Regions from separate parts of the Mus musculus genome. Here all the other regions are linked to region 1. Evidence: chromatin contacts called from public HiChIP or PLAC-seq data. All regions are on one chromosome and are shown on one strand. The core of a region is the stretch at or near the end of the contact, and the rest is flanking DNA. Distances in the headings are between cores, read along the strand shown.

Region 1 (4,705 bases), core at 1,212-3,711:
ATATCATATGTGCAGCTATTTCATTAGGATGTCTTCTGTGAAATGGGATGGTGAGGTCAAAGGGCTTGAACTTAGGATCTGACAGAGACTCACAAACAGCCCTTCAGTGTAGCCGAACCATTCCTACCAGTTCTATGTGACAGGACCTCTGTGCTACCACTTGACAGCCTCAATCTCAAATTTGAAAGAATAAGATATTGATGTTTCCTGGTGGCCAGAGAGCCTGAACACATTTTCACATATTGGAAATTTGTATTTTCTGTGCAATGGTTGCCTCTCCGGATCTTTTTTTTTTTTTTTTCTATTGGGTTAGCATTGTGTAATAGTTTTCTCCTGGATTGAAACATTCCATCCTTCAGGGACACTCCTTAAGTAGGAAGGTAAACATTTCAAGATAGCTTCAGGAAGTCCCTGAAGCTGACCAGATGCAGTGGGCCTCTCCTTGCCAGAGCAATCAAAGCTCAGAGCTCACCTCAGATGGAAGGAAGCTGAACTGTAAGGGACACACTCAGCCAAACGGAGCTACAAAGAAGACTCTGAAGCCAGACCAGCTGCTTGGAAGCAGCAGAAGCCAGCTGGCCTGACTGGAAGAGGTTTCGATCAACTAAGTCACCTGGAAAGGACGCACTCCAACCTATGCGAGCTGGGTAGGTTCCAAGCTTTGTGAGATGTAGTGGTGCTGCGATGGAACCTTGGTGACACAGCTATCTTTGAATCATTTCTGCTCTTATAACTAATCCCTCATCCATATTCCTGGACATAACCCCAACAGAACTCACTGGTTCATCAGGTTGGACTTTGTGGCATCTGTACTTTGTTCAGTCCCGGGTTCCCTGCCTGGGGTGAGCAGATGTGTTTGTTGTGTCTCCCCAGGAAAAGTTTTGTCACACAGCAGTTAGTTATTGTAAATTACTTGTGAGAAATCTGAGGCCTAGGGACATTGAGTGGCTTGGTACCCTACAACTCACTACAGGACTTTATCCTTGGTTCTGTGCATCTTCAGAGTGTACACCCACCTGGTTGATGAGCTGCTCTGCCATCTCATGCATGGTTAGGGTTGATTAATGGACAGAAACCTACAGGCTGTGGAATGAAACCAGGTTCACAACCCTAACAGAGGCACAGTCCTGCTGCTTTGCCTGAACTATCCAGCTGTATGATGTCGCTCCCCGGAGTGCTCCTGGCCAGGGCCTAGCAGTCTAGGGTTGGCTAGACATGTGGGAAAGAAGGACCAGCCCATTAGGCCACATGATCAATATGGCCACTATTGCAGCCATGTGCTGGCCCTTACTCCCCATTCTTCCACCTTTAGCAATCGCATTGGCCCTAAATGTATAGAAGTCAGAGCTAAGTATGTTCTAGCTTGTGACCATTTCCCACAGAGACAACTACAGCCTTTGTTGTTCATTTTCCCTAATTCAAACGCAGACCGCTCTCAGGAAGCAACACTCAAAAGGGACACGCTGGTGTCGGCTGCTCTCAGCTCATTTGACACTGTGCCAAGGCCACTTCCATTGTTTGTGACAGACAGTGCCCTCTCTGCCAGAGACTCCAATCTTACCCTTTGGCATCTGTTAGGAACTCAACAGAGTGAGTTCTCTTCATCATAGACCAGTATCCATGGCTGCACTCTCAGCCAAGTCGAAGATCTTGTTGACTGACGAGAAAATGAATTTGATTCTCTTTATCACTCTAGGCTCAAAACCCATCTTGGACATTTGTTCCAGGCATGTCTTTATAGAGGTCGACTCTGACTGCAGGCTGGTGTCTAGAAACAGAGTGAGGTCCTGGTTAGAACCTGCTCCTGCGTGCAGTGGGGGAAATGGTCTGAGCTCCTTGACATCTTTTCTCCAATCCAAACCCCTGTTCCCATCTTGGAAGTAGCTTGGAAAGGCCATTCAGTCCTCTGTAGTGTCTGTGTGGTTAAGTGTACAGTTGGAGGTGACCATGCCTGGGAAGTCAGTCACCGGGACAGAGCAGGCCTGCAAGTTAGCAAGGGGAGGTGTCTGTGAGCTGCAAAGGGAGGGAGGAGGCTAGATGCTGCAAAGGACTAATCATTAGGATTAAGTAAACACAGAGAAGGCAAACAGCATTGAGGAGCACATGGTCCTGCAGAGAGAGGATTCCAAGGCCAGTGGTGCCAACAGAGCTGGGGGTGGCCCCGTGAGCTCTTCCGGAATCCATCCAAAACACCCCTTGATACTCGTGAAGTCGTGGGACCTGATGGCAGATGGCACGGCTCTCTCGGGGACTCTGGGAAAAGGGAGTATTTGGAAAGAGGGCTGAGGACTCCTGGTTCCTGTGAATCTGAGGACAGGTGACTGAGGCTGGACATGATCATAGAGACACAGGCAACTTTGTTTAAGTGGCTGTACCTCCCTGCCCCTCACTACTGCCTGGAAGGCACAAAGGCCGCCGGCCTCAAGGGAAGCTTCTAAGTTCTCTCAGAGTGTACACGAGTTGGCAGCCTGGCGCTTCGCTGTTGCAAGCTGCTCCAGACAGCAGGTGGCTTTGTGCCTGCTTGGCTTCTCCTGGGGAGGCGGGGGCGGGGGGGGTGGGGGGGGGGAGCAGGAGCAGGGCCACAGCAGGCGCTCTTGCCCACCAGCCAGGAGGAGTGGAAGGATACACAGCTTTTGGATGCTCCTGCCTGCTTAGCTTCTGTCCTGGATGATCACACAGAGGCTGGGGTTGTTTGACTTCTAGTGCTTGCTTCTTGTGAAATGAGCAGGAGCAAAGCAGGCTCCACATATCCCCGGGGAGAGAGAAAGCATTGAAATGCATTCATTCACTCATTCATTAATTCATCCCACAAAGGTTTCTTTTTTTTTTTTTTTTTTTTTTTTAAATTTTTTTTTTTAAAGATTTATTTATTGATTATATGTAAGTACACTGTAGCTGTCTTCAGACACTCCAGAAGAGGGAGTCAGATCTCCTTACAGATGGTTGTGAGCCACCATGTGGTTGCTGGGATTTGAACTCCGGACCTTCGGAAGAGCAGTCGGGTGCTCTTACCTGCTGAGCCATCTCACCAGCCCCCCACAAAGGTTTCTTAAAAGCCAGTACTGTGCTAAGCCCTGCGATAACAGGATAGTAGGACAAAATGCTTGCTTCCTGCAGCGCATGCTCCGGCGGGGCAGATAGACCACACGCAGATGAGAGCTGAATGCCTTGTGACTCACTTGGATGTTGCAGTGCGCTTCTGAATGCTGCTCCAGTTGGTTTGTGCAGTGATCCTACTGACACTGTGTGAAGCTCAGGGAGCCGTCTGATCTAATCATAGGCTCTCTGTCCCTTGCGATACTTTCGTTTCCTGTTGCCAACGAAATGTGGTCTTATTGTTCCCCCTATCTCAGAAAAGCAGAATCCTGTGATCAGAGGCCAGGCTTTAGAGTTAGGCAAACCTGGCTTCTGTCAGTTCTACCATGGTGTAGGCTAGCTTAGAGGGGTGCCTTTTACACCTCAAACCTGAAAGTGTCAGTGAAGACAATTATGGTATCTTTATAAGGATTTTCTCTTTGTGAAACAAGAAATGTTAGAGTTAGGAGGGCATTTTAGCCAGACCTGGACCCAGTGGTCTCTTGATGAACTTGGCTCCTTGCTGATGTAGTGAGTAGCCTTGTGAATCTAGAGAGTGGCCTGGTTTCTTGAAGTATGGTCTGTGGACCATAAGCATGCTGACCACTTAGAGTATGTGGAAATGTGCAGGACCCTGAGTGATTTCTCAAAACCTAGATGACCTAAATATTTTCCAAGTGGGTCTGAAGAGCCTTAATGCTTGTGACTTGCTGGTGGTTCATAGTATTGATTAGTGGCCCAAGCTTTTGTTGGTCAGAGTTAAATCATCTTGTAACATCCAACTCTGTTGACCCTCAGCATCTGCAGTGAAAAATTTCCTGTATTGAGGGTTATACTGTGTTCCCTGGGACCTTAGCCTACCTCTGCCCTGGTTAAGGCTTCCACTCAGCACCTTGAGGTCCGTGCTGGTTGGTTTTTGTCAACTTGACACAAATGTAGATATCTGGGAAGAGAGAATCTTAATTGAGAAAAGGCCTCCATAAGATTGGCTTGTAGGTAAGTCTGTGGAATATCCTTTTGATTAATGATAGATTTAGGAGGGCCTAACTCACAGTGGGTGGTACCACTCCTGGGCAGGTGACTCTAGGTGCTACAAGAAAGCAGGCTGAGAAAGCCAGTAAATGGCACGCTTCCTTGACCTCTGCATCACCTCCTGCCTCCAGGATCCTACCCTGAGTTCCTGCCCTGACTTCCTTGGATGATGAAGTACAAGCTCTAAGATGAAATAAACCCTTTTCTCCATGAGTTGCTTTTAACCATGCTGTCTTATTGCAACAATAGAAAAGCTAATTAAGCCAGGGTCCAAACATATAACCAACCACAGTTCAGATAGACTGCAGCATCCATTTATCCCATTTCTGGGTATAGAGCATGATGGATTTATTTTTGTGATGCATGGAATTAAACCCTATGGCCTTTGAGCATTCCAGGAAGCTGGATCAGGAGATAGACTGGCTGGGAGCCTGTTTACAGAGGGGGCCGGGCAGGCACACTAGGCTTACATACTGGGTTCATGGTCCCAGTGACATGGCTGGAGAAGAGGGTGATTTTGCATATCATATAGCAATGTCTGGCTAACTCATGTCCTTTTATGTGAGGCTGGAAGCAAGATTATCTGAAAAAAGCTGTC
Region 2 (4,705 bases), core at 737-3,236, 700 kb before region 1:
TTTTCCTTAATCTTGGCCAGTCAGGGCCAGGACAGGGTTAAGGAAGACTTCTTAGAAGGCAGAACACAGCTGGAGAGTGTCAAAAAGGAGACACCAGACATGGAGGATGAGAGGAAGAGCAGAAGGCAGGGAAACAACATAAGGGAGGAACTTGGTAAAGAGATAAACTTAACCCCAAGTCAGAATGGAACTAGGGAAAGGAACAGACTGCAGAGGTGTCTGATATCAGCATGGAGTCTACAGTCCTGTGGCATAATCACATTTGATTATATATTTCTTTCCTCCACCTCCACTAAGAAGCCAGAAAAGGACAAAGACAGCTGGAAGGGGAAACCCAAAAAGTAAGCGAAATGTCTAGGGAGAGAGGACAGCATAAGCAGCCAGCCAGAATCTGCTCAGGTGCCTCAAAGGCTTAAGGCACAGAGCTTCCAGATGCTTCCAGAAGCATAAGTGGAACTGAACATAGAGTCAGTAGTGCACATATTCTTTAGAAAGGCATCAGGCCTGACCCACACCAACCTCTAGATCCCCTTCCTATCTAAGTGAGCTACTACATGGGTGACTCTCAGGATAACTTGGCCCAGAGATGTTGTGTGTTGTGTCTCTGGGATGGCAAGAAGGTACTGGAAATAAAGCACCAGAAGTTACAAGGGATTTGTTTGTAACCAGAAGTTACAAACAAGAGGTAGGACTTAAGCCTCCAGCTTCTATCCAACATCCCCATGAGGCATGGAAAGTTTCCTCAGGAAAAGTTTGCCAGTTCAAAAGGAAAGACCTCAAGAAAGAGACACTCAGTCCTTCCACCTGTCTTATTTTCTTTCTGTTGCCAGATAAATCACATGACCAAGATAACTTATCGAAGAAAGTCCTTAGTTTGTGGGGTTGGTCAAAGCTCCAGAGGTTTAGTGTTCATTTTCTGATGGTGGGGAGCATGACAGCAGGTGTACATGGCACTAGAGCAGTAGCTGAGCCAAAAGCACAAGGCAGGAGGTTTGGGGTGGGAGGGAGAGAGGGAGAGACAGACAGACAGACAGACAGACAGACACAGACAGAGAGGCAGACAGAGTGCTAACTGGGAATGGTGTGGACTTTTGAAACCTCAAACTCCCGTAACACACCTCCTCCAACAAAACCATATTCCCTAATCCTTCCCAAATAGTTCCATAAACTAGAGATCAAGCACTCCAATACATGAACCTACAGGAGCCATTCTTACTCAAACCACCACACCACCAGAATGCCCCCAGAGAAGCTGGAATGTGGCAAGCTGTGTCTCTGCACGGACTCTCTCAGATGATGAGTATCTCTGTCTGGGATACAGACCTTTATAGAATCCTTTACACATTAGAAATGGCTCCAATATGAAGGGTCTGTGACAAAGAGAGAAGCAAAGAAGGATTCAGATAGAGGACTCAAGTGAGAGGACACAAAAACAGGTAATGTGGAAAAGCTGAAGTTGAAGCTAATGTCTTGGAAAAGTTAATAAAGACTATTGGAGAAACATTCTTTTAAAACAGAATGCTATTTTTAACTGAATACCCAGAGACTACACAAAATTCTTAGAGAATAAATAGAAAAGAATCACATCTTGAAGTAAACCTTCAGTTAAAAAGCAGAAAGGTTGCATGAAATATATTTTTGGAAAGTAGTATAAGATGACGAGTAAGGAGCGATATGAAATGGGGGCTTCAAAGCATAAAGCCTAATATCTCATTGGCAGGAGTTTCAGAGTGGGAGAGCAGCGAGAAGACAGGGAACTATACCTTCAAACAGAAGAGAGAAGATTTTCCAGAATTCACGGATGTGAGTTTCTGCTTTGAAAACGCCCATGAATTATGGAACAAATCACTGAAGACATGAGAAGGCATGAAATTCAGAACATCAGGGACAGAAAAAAAAATTAAACAAGAGGAGAACTGATTGATGGTGTACACAGGGCAGGGCTTAAAATGGCATCAGGCGTTTCCACGGCAACACTGGAAGCCTGAGCATGACTGAGTGAAACATCGGAAGGCTCCACAGAAGCTCATTTGCAACCTAGAATTCCATCTCTAATCAAGCCACTCATCCTATAGGTAAAACAATGAATAAAAGAAGGAAAATATGTGTAGTCAGATGTTAAGAGCTCACAAAATCACCTCCTCTGTGTTTCTTAGAAAGTTCCTGGCAAATGCTACTCCAAAGAAAGAAATTAACCAAGAAATAGGAAGTCTGTGATTCAGGACATAGAGGAGTCAGCTGAAAAGAGAGGAAGCAAAACTTTCAAGAAGATGACGAAAGATTCTAAAACTAAAGGCTATCAGACATCTGAGGAGATCCTGCTACTTCAGACTGAAGTCCAGACACACTGTGAAATAAACAAAAGGAAAGCAAACTAAACAAACAGGAGATTAAAATAATGCTGGGAAAACATGCACACGCACACATACAATAGTGATTCTCTGTGGTTGAGTGTGAACATCCCTCCCTGAGCCCAGGTGTTGAAGATGTGCTCTAATGCATCAGCAGTCAGAAGAGGGGCTCTACAGAGATGATCAGAACACAAGGGCTCTGCATCCATCGATGGATTCGAGGATAGATTTATAATTAAATGGCATGGTGAGGAAGTGCTGACAAGAAGGCCGTGCCTACTTGGTGGAAGGTGTTGAGATCTTAGGGGCTGTACATTGCCATCATCTTCTTTCTCGTTTTCACTCTGTCTCCTTCATGGCCATTCTGACGTAAGCAGCTCTGCTCTGCTGGCTCCAAGCCCTCACATGATGAGTTACCTCAGCACAGTCCAGAAGCAATGGAGCCCAGTGAACATGGACTGACCCCTCTGAAACCACGAACCAAAGTAAACTTCCCTCATCTAAGCTGGTCTTGAACTCTCTTGAGCAAGCTGGCCTTAACTTTTGATCCTCCTGCCCCGATCTTTGGACACGTGGCTGTGTTAGAGGTTAGCATCACAAGCCCTGCTCTAGCATGCCACCTATTTTTAGTATAATGGTTCTATTAATTCTTTTTAAAATTGTATACATGATTACAAAGCTTTCTTATCACACACACACACACGCACAAGCACACGCACGGGCACAGGCACAGGCACAGGCACAGGCAAACACACACTCCTCCCCTAACCCCTACTGGATCTACTCCATCTCATCCCATCAGAGTTCCTCTCCTAATTTTATGTCCTCTTAAAAATAATAATAACCTTCAGAGCCTCATTTGTGTTGTACCCACTAGAATGTGGCCAGCCTACCAGGGACCACATCATTAAAGAAAACTGACACTTCCTCCCCTAGCATCCAGTAAGCATTAATATCTCCTTCTGTAGGTGGGAAGACTAGACTCTTGGCGCTCCTGGCCCATCCAGGTTGGAATGTTCATTGGTTTGATCTAGGACAAGTGTTATGCAGGTAACCACAGTTGTGGTGGGTTCTTGAGTCCAGTGATTTAGTCATATTTAGAAGACACGGCTTTGTCCTGGATCTCTCCAGTTGCTGGCTCTTACAAGTATCACATCTTTGCTTCTGTGATGTTTCCTGAGCTTTAGAGGTGATGGGTATGATATTGATGTCCTGTTTATGGTTGAGCACATAACACAGACACATGCGCTGCTCTTTGAACAGCTGTGAATGTCTGTGTTAGCCACCAGATAGTGCACAAAGAAGCTTCCCTTCCCTGATAAGGAGTGAGAGCCTCACTAATAGAGATTTGAAGGACACTTTGATATTATGTCCATTTATCAAACTAATAATAGTGGGTGAACCCCTAGGGTTTATTAACTCCTCCAGACATGTGTTCTTGGACATATTAATGTGTTTTTTCTCCTGTGGAGCAAGCTTTAAATCCAATCAAAAGGCCATTGGCTACTCCTACAACGTGAGTGCCACTGCTGTGCCCTTGGGCAGATTTTCCAGGCTGGTCATTGCTGTAGCCTGCAGTGTTTATAACTGTTTTCTCTCCTGGAAGCATTTCTCAGAACTATGAAACCTAGCCAGCAGGGAGGATGTTTTCCTCTCAGTGCCAGCTGAATTCTCTATATCCAGTGGCCAAAGTATATGGTGTCTTCAGCAATAGAGTCTTACCTTCAAGTTCTAGACAGAAATCAAGATCAACGGAGCATTAGAAAGAATTGTCTAGAAACACAGGATTGATAGAACGAATGACTTAGGGAATGGTATAAAGGGGGTTTATTAAAATGGCTTACAGGCTGTGGTGCAGTTAGTTCAACAAGGGCTGTCAACCAATGGAAAGTCCAAGAATCCAACAGTTGTTCACTCCAGGAGTCTGGATGTCTCAAGTAGTCCTCAGTATACTCCAAAATCCTGCAGAAGTAGGCTCTAATACCAATGAAGGAAGGAAGTTGCCAGAAAGAATGAGCTCAAGCAGACTAAGAGCCAAAGTTCCTTTTCTTTCAAGACAGGGTTTAATGTGTAATGGCCCTGGCTGTCCAGAAACTCGCTCTGTAGACAAGGCTGCCCTTGAACTCACAGACTTAAAGGCATGCCCCATCACACCATGCTTGATATAGGCTGCCACAGAAAGTGTGAACCAGATTAAAGGTGGGTCTTCCCACTTCAAATGATTTAATTAAGAAAAATCCCTCACAGGTGTTCCCAGCTGCTTGAGTTGTAACTCATACCAGATGTAGTCAAGTTGAAAGCCAAGAGTACCCATCACAAATGGCAATATAGCTTGTATTATTTTGGACTTTCCC
Region 3 (4,705 bases), core at 878-3,377, 630 kb before region 1:
GGGCCTAGGAATCTGCGAGGAGAGCAGAGAAGGCTCTTGGGGTCTGCAGGATGATAGAAGAGAGAAAAATTGAGATCCTGCAGAGAGAGGCAGGGGGCAAAAAGAGCAGATAAAGGAGGGCCTAGGAAGCCCTGCCCATTTCTAGGTGCAGGTGAACATGCTGGACGCAGGAAAAACACATCCTGGATGCGGACTCCAAGGTGATGTGCAGGTCAGGCCCCTGCTCATGCTAAGTCACCTGCTGGACCTGCCTCCCAAACCTGGTTTGAGTGAGACACCTGGCTAGCCCTGTCTATGCTGTACCTTCTTTGGTGTAGATTGTCAGCTGAGAAACAGGTTGAGCAAAGACACAGGTCGTCGGTATTCTTAGTAAATTTAGAATTTAGTATCTATTTCTCAGTGAAAGAAATCCTGGGGGAGGAGGGAGCAAAATGGCATTGTGTGTGTCAGTGAAGGAAAGAGATCGGTTCAGACATCTACAAAGAAGGTGGATAGGGACATTGATGTCACATGACCTGGCAAAGCTTTGCGTTGCTTGCTATGCATATAACACTGAGTAACTCTACTCAGAAGTGAGGGCTACCCTGTGGCTGCCCTCATGTCTTTCAAAACTCAAGAAAAAGAAATATGTCCTTGGAGTTCAAAGAAATGTGCAGAAGGGTGTGAGGTGGACATGGGGTATTTGTGCAATTGTAACTCTGGTAGATTCCATAGTCAGCTCAGATTCAGTGTGGGCATTCCACAGGAGGGCCTAGCAGCCCTCTGCAGTGAACTGATCACATGCAAGAGTGTGCGTGTGTACATACACGTGCACACTCACACATACATGCATCCAAACACACACACACACACACACCAAAATGACACATGAGATATATTAACAACTCAAAGGCATAAATGCCACCCATCAATTTTTAAATTAACCTAAACAAATTTTATTGTTTTCTTTGGTTTCTGTTTTCTATTTAAGTTGCATTACAAACAATATATGCTAAATTTAAAAAATAAGGAAGTTCATGTTAATAAGGTGCCAGGACACACTAGCCTATTCTAGAATGTCAGAGGCTGCAGCCAGTGTGGGCTCTGATCATGGAGGGCTTTGTCCCATTATTAATTTTTCAGGTTCACATTTTGCCCCTCTGGATTAGACTCATATGCAGAGAGTCTCTCTTCCCTTACCTATGATGTCATAACTGTAGACATTATGAGTCTGTCACTTACTTTGCAGCTGGTTTTAAAAATCTGTGCTGGCTAGTCCCCTGATAACCCAAGCTGATCTAGTTAGATGTGAACTACAGCATGAAGGTAGGTAAAGCAAATGACACCCACGCATAGAGTCGCTGGGGGCACAAGATACTCCTGTGGCCTCTGCTTGTGTGGTAGTCTCGGTCCTGGACTAGGCTGCAGATCCATAGAGGCCTAAGTCTGTGTACTCCTCAAGGATTGAACTGGACTTCCCCCAGACAGTTGACTACAGGGAAGGGTCTCTGGACAGACAGAAGGGCAAATTAAAACAGGGTATGACAGAAGATGTCCCCACTCTCCAGCACAAGTGCATGCGCATGGACACTTTGACCCTTAATCTTACTGAATGGACAACTCTATGAATTAAATTTGTTCTCCCACAAGAAATAATTACGGTATTTAAAAAAAAATGGGGACTAGAAAAGGAGTTGAATTGGTAGAGTGTTGGCCTAGCATTCATGACAGAGGCCTCAGTGTTGCATAAAATACATTTGTTGGCCCAGCACTTAGGCGGTAGAGGTTGGAGGATTAGAAGTTTAAGATCATCCTTAGCTATGGTTAGTTAAGGCTAACCTGGGGACTTTATGTCAAGCTAACTCAACCAAGTGCAGCCAAGTTGCCCTCCAGCTGCAGCTAGGTGGTGGTACCCTCTCTCTGTGCCCAGTCAGTAAGCTACAAGAAGATCAACAGAACAATCTCTGCATGCAGTGTTTCTTGAAGTTTCTGGACACCCTTTCTCACAAGCCCCATTGGACATTGGTCTCAAAGTGGGACTTGTGAAGATGACCCTGTAAGCAAAGACTTCACTTTTGGCACTAAGAATGGTAAACACCAGCACCTTTGGTCCTTGGCCTCCCAAGAATGGCCTCACCCAGCCCCCTTGCTAGGAAGCAAATTCCAATCATCGTCTTCATTGTATTCTAAACCTAAAGAAAACAAGGCATCATGCCCAGCAGCTCGTCCATAAAACATTAATCACTGTCCCCTCCTCGAGAAGCCTCTGACCAACGAAGGTATGCTCTACAGGAGCCATGGAAAAATCCTAATGGCCCCACACATGGCTTGGCCACGTTGAGGGTGGGGGCCTGGCACCGGTTCCTCCAGTGCTTTTCCAGCCAGGTTCCTCGCTGTGGTTCCAAGGATGCTGGGGACTAGCCTAGGAACCCCAAAGAAAAAGAATCTTCTACACAACTATCAGGTTCCCCAAGGTATTGTGGTCCTTAGGGTCAAGTGACAAGTGGCTACCTTGGGCCACCACACCTTCCACTGGAGCCTGCTTTGAGCCCACGGGTAACAGTGCCGAGACCAAGGCCAGTATAATAGGTCACATCTCCTCATCAGGTCATCTAGCCTAGGGTGCCTGCCAAGACCCAGCACCCAGAAAGCAGAATCCCCCTGATCCTGGGGAAGAATTTGAGCTATTACAAGAGAAAGAGGTAGCTGAGGAGATGGCGTAGCGAGTAAAAGCATTTTGCCACACAAAGCGTGATGATCCGAGTTCATGATCCTCAGAATCCACACACAAAATAACAACTGCAACAACAAATGTAAAAGAGAAGGAAAGAATGCAGTCACATCGGTAAACCCAAACTTCCCCCTACTGGAAGATGGAACAGAGTTGAAAGAATCTATGTGGAAGTATAGAGGCCAGGCCAGGGAGCCTGGCACAAAGAGACTTGTCTCAAACAAGGTAAAAAGGCAAGTACTGACACCTGAAGGTTGTCTTCTGACCTCCACAAGAATGCTGTGCCATTCCTACCCCTCATACGTGAACACACACACACACACACACACACACACTGGCCTCTCTCTCTCTCTCTCTCTCTCTCTCTCTCTCTCTCTCTCTCTCTCTCTCTCCTCAAACTCATACACATGTACATAGGCTGGGATCGGAGGATAAGGATCTGCAAGAATTCTAGATTTCTACATGTTTAGAAACAAAGAGTATTTACCCAGCACTAACACTGACAGGACACTGAACACGATCAGCTATGGCTGGTCCTCACTGCAAAGGGGTTTGGAAAGTCTTCTAATCTGCCCCAGGCCTGATCAGGAGCCTCTGATGGGATGTGGCAATCCGCAGTGTTGCAGCATTTTGCTCTTGTGAGTTTAATGGAAAGACAAATATTCTAGGATTCAGTGGCCGCTAGAACATATCCTGCTTCCTTGTAGGCCAGGTGCAGAAGGCACGACCTTCCGTGCTGTGTGAATCATCCTCGGGTTAAGGCTGTGGATAGTTTTGATAGGGGTGGGTGACCTGTAGTCTAGTCTCAGCTAGGTTACAGTTGGAGGCAGGTGACAGGTGTCCCCCACCAAGGCACCTCATGTGCTAGTCACCTGACTGTTCAGGAGCCTGGGGACAAAGGTTGAGTCCTTGAGACTTTCAGGAAACTTCCTGCCTGTGTTAATATCAGATTAACAAAACAGACCTGATACCTGAAGTTTGTCCTCTGACCCCTGCTTACTCAAGAAGCCCCATCCCATCCCATCCCATCCCATCCCATCCCATCCCATCTCATCCCATCCCATCCCATCCCATCCCATCCCAATTACTTCCCAAATCCACTCATCTGTATTGGGCCAGGTAGAACTTGAGCAGAACAAAGTCTGAAAAAGCTGGGAGATGGATGCCTGGAACACTGATCCCTTGGAAGTGTCTAAGACAGTCTGGCCCTAAAGCTGTTGTACTCTAACGGACTGTGTATATAAGGTTTAACTTGGTGCATCATTATCCCTCACGGTACAGCATTGGCCTTCCCCTACTCATATACTCTACAAACAGACTGACCATACTCCCTCCCAGTCAGGAAGTAGGTAATGGTTAATGAAAGCAGCCTCAGTCTGGTGTTGCCTCAAGCCATGACCATGTGTGTCTGTCTAGAAGGAGCAGGCTTCTCACAGTGTTGGGAGTTCCAGGAGAAGCTGTTTCCATTTTGCCTCCCTGTTGTTACCCTATAGTAATGGATGCAACCTCAGCTCAGCCTGGCTTCTCTGCTGGCCCAGGGCTAACTCTACAAAGCATGACAACAACACAGTTCAGCATCACATAATGTACAATGGAGACAGCCAATTGTTGAAGCCAGGCACAGCAGGTTCAAACTTCAATCCCAGCATCATCCTGCTGTGTAGCCTTGAGCAAATGATCTCACCTTCAGGACCCCACACAACCTCTGTAAATGTAGATGACTCTATCTTCTAATATTGCAAGTCACAGCAAGATCTCTAATACTTCATAGGTACTCCAGAAACTCCAGCTACTTCTCTAGGAGCTGCCTCTATGCTCTAGGATTCTAGAAATTGCCACTTACAGGAGTCATGCGAGAAAGACTATATTGTGGGGTTGAGCAGGGGTGGGAGGAGCTGATCAGGAATTAAGTAGCTGGAGTCCGCCATGGTAGGAGACTGAGGGGACTTGAGACCTAGAGGGTGGAACGAGGAAGAGGCAGGCTAAGAGGGACTG

The links. HiChIP or PLAC-seq counts read pairs in DNA pulled down with a chosen protein or histone mark.
Region 2: an H3K27ac HiChIP or PLAC-seq map of microglia shows a contact between it and region 1, with 4 times the contacts expected there. The contact joins two enhancer-like sites. A contact is called at or near these places in 1 of 115 datasets of contacts at active chromatin or transcription factors (microglia) and 1 of 9 other capture datasets (embryonic stem cells).
Region 3: a contact with region 1 is called in an H3K27ac HiChIP or PLAC-seq map of extraembryonic endoderm stem cells, with 3 times the contacts expected there. The contact joins two enhancer-like sites. A contact is called at or near these places in 1 of 115 datasets of contacts at active chromatin or transcription factors (extraembryonic endoderm stem cells) and 1 of 9 other capture datasets (embryonic stem cells).

The regions. Positions count from the first base shown.
Region 1 is chr6:54,717,542-54,722,246 of GRCm38.p6, reverse strand. No RefSeq gene overlaps it. Among named protein-coding and RNA genes, the nearest start is that of Mturn, 38 kb to the right of the region's middle. Within about 2 kb of position 2,461, at least 151 of the 459 cell types and tissues checked have an H3K27ac peak or open chromatin away from gene starts, as enhancers often do. A contact at or near this core is called in extraembryonic endoderm stem cells and microglia, where this site is marked.
Region 2 is chr6:55,413,657-55,418,361 of GRCm38.p6, reverse strand. No RefSeq gene overlaps it. Among named protein-coding and RNA genes, the nearest start is that of 6430584L05Rik, 19 kb to the right of the region's middle. Within about 2 kb of position 1,986, at least 11 of the 459 cell types and tissues checked have an H3K27ac peak or open chromatin away from gene starts, as enhancers often do. A contact at or near this core is called in microglia, where this site is marked.
Region 3 is chr6:55,349,418-55,354,122 of GRCm38.p6, reverse strand. No RefSeq gene overlaps it. Among named protein-coding and RNA genes, the nearest start is that of Aqp1, 15 kb to the right of the region's middle. Within about 2 kb of position 2,127, at least 13 of the 459 cell types and tissues checked have an H3K27ac peak or open chromatin away from gene starts, as enhancers often do. A contact at or near this core is called in extraembryonic endoderm stem cells, where this site is marked.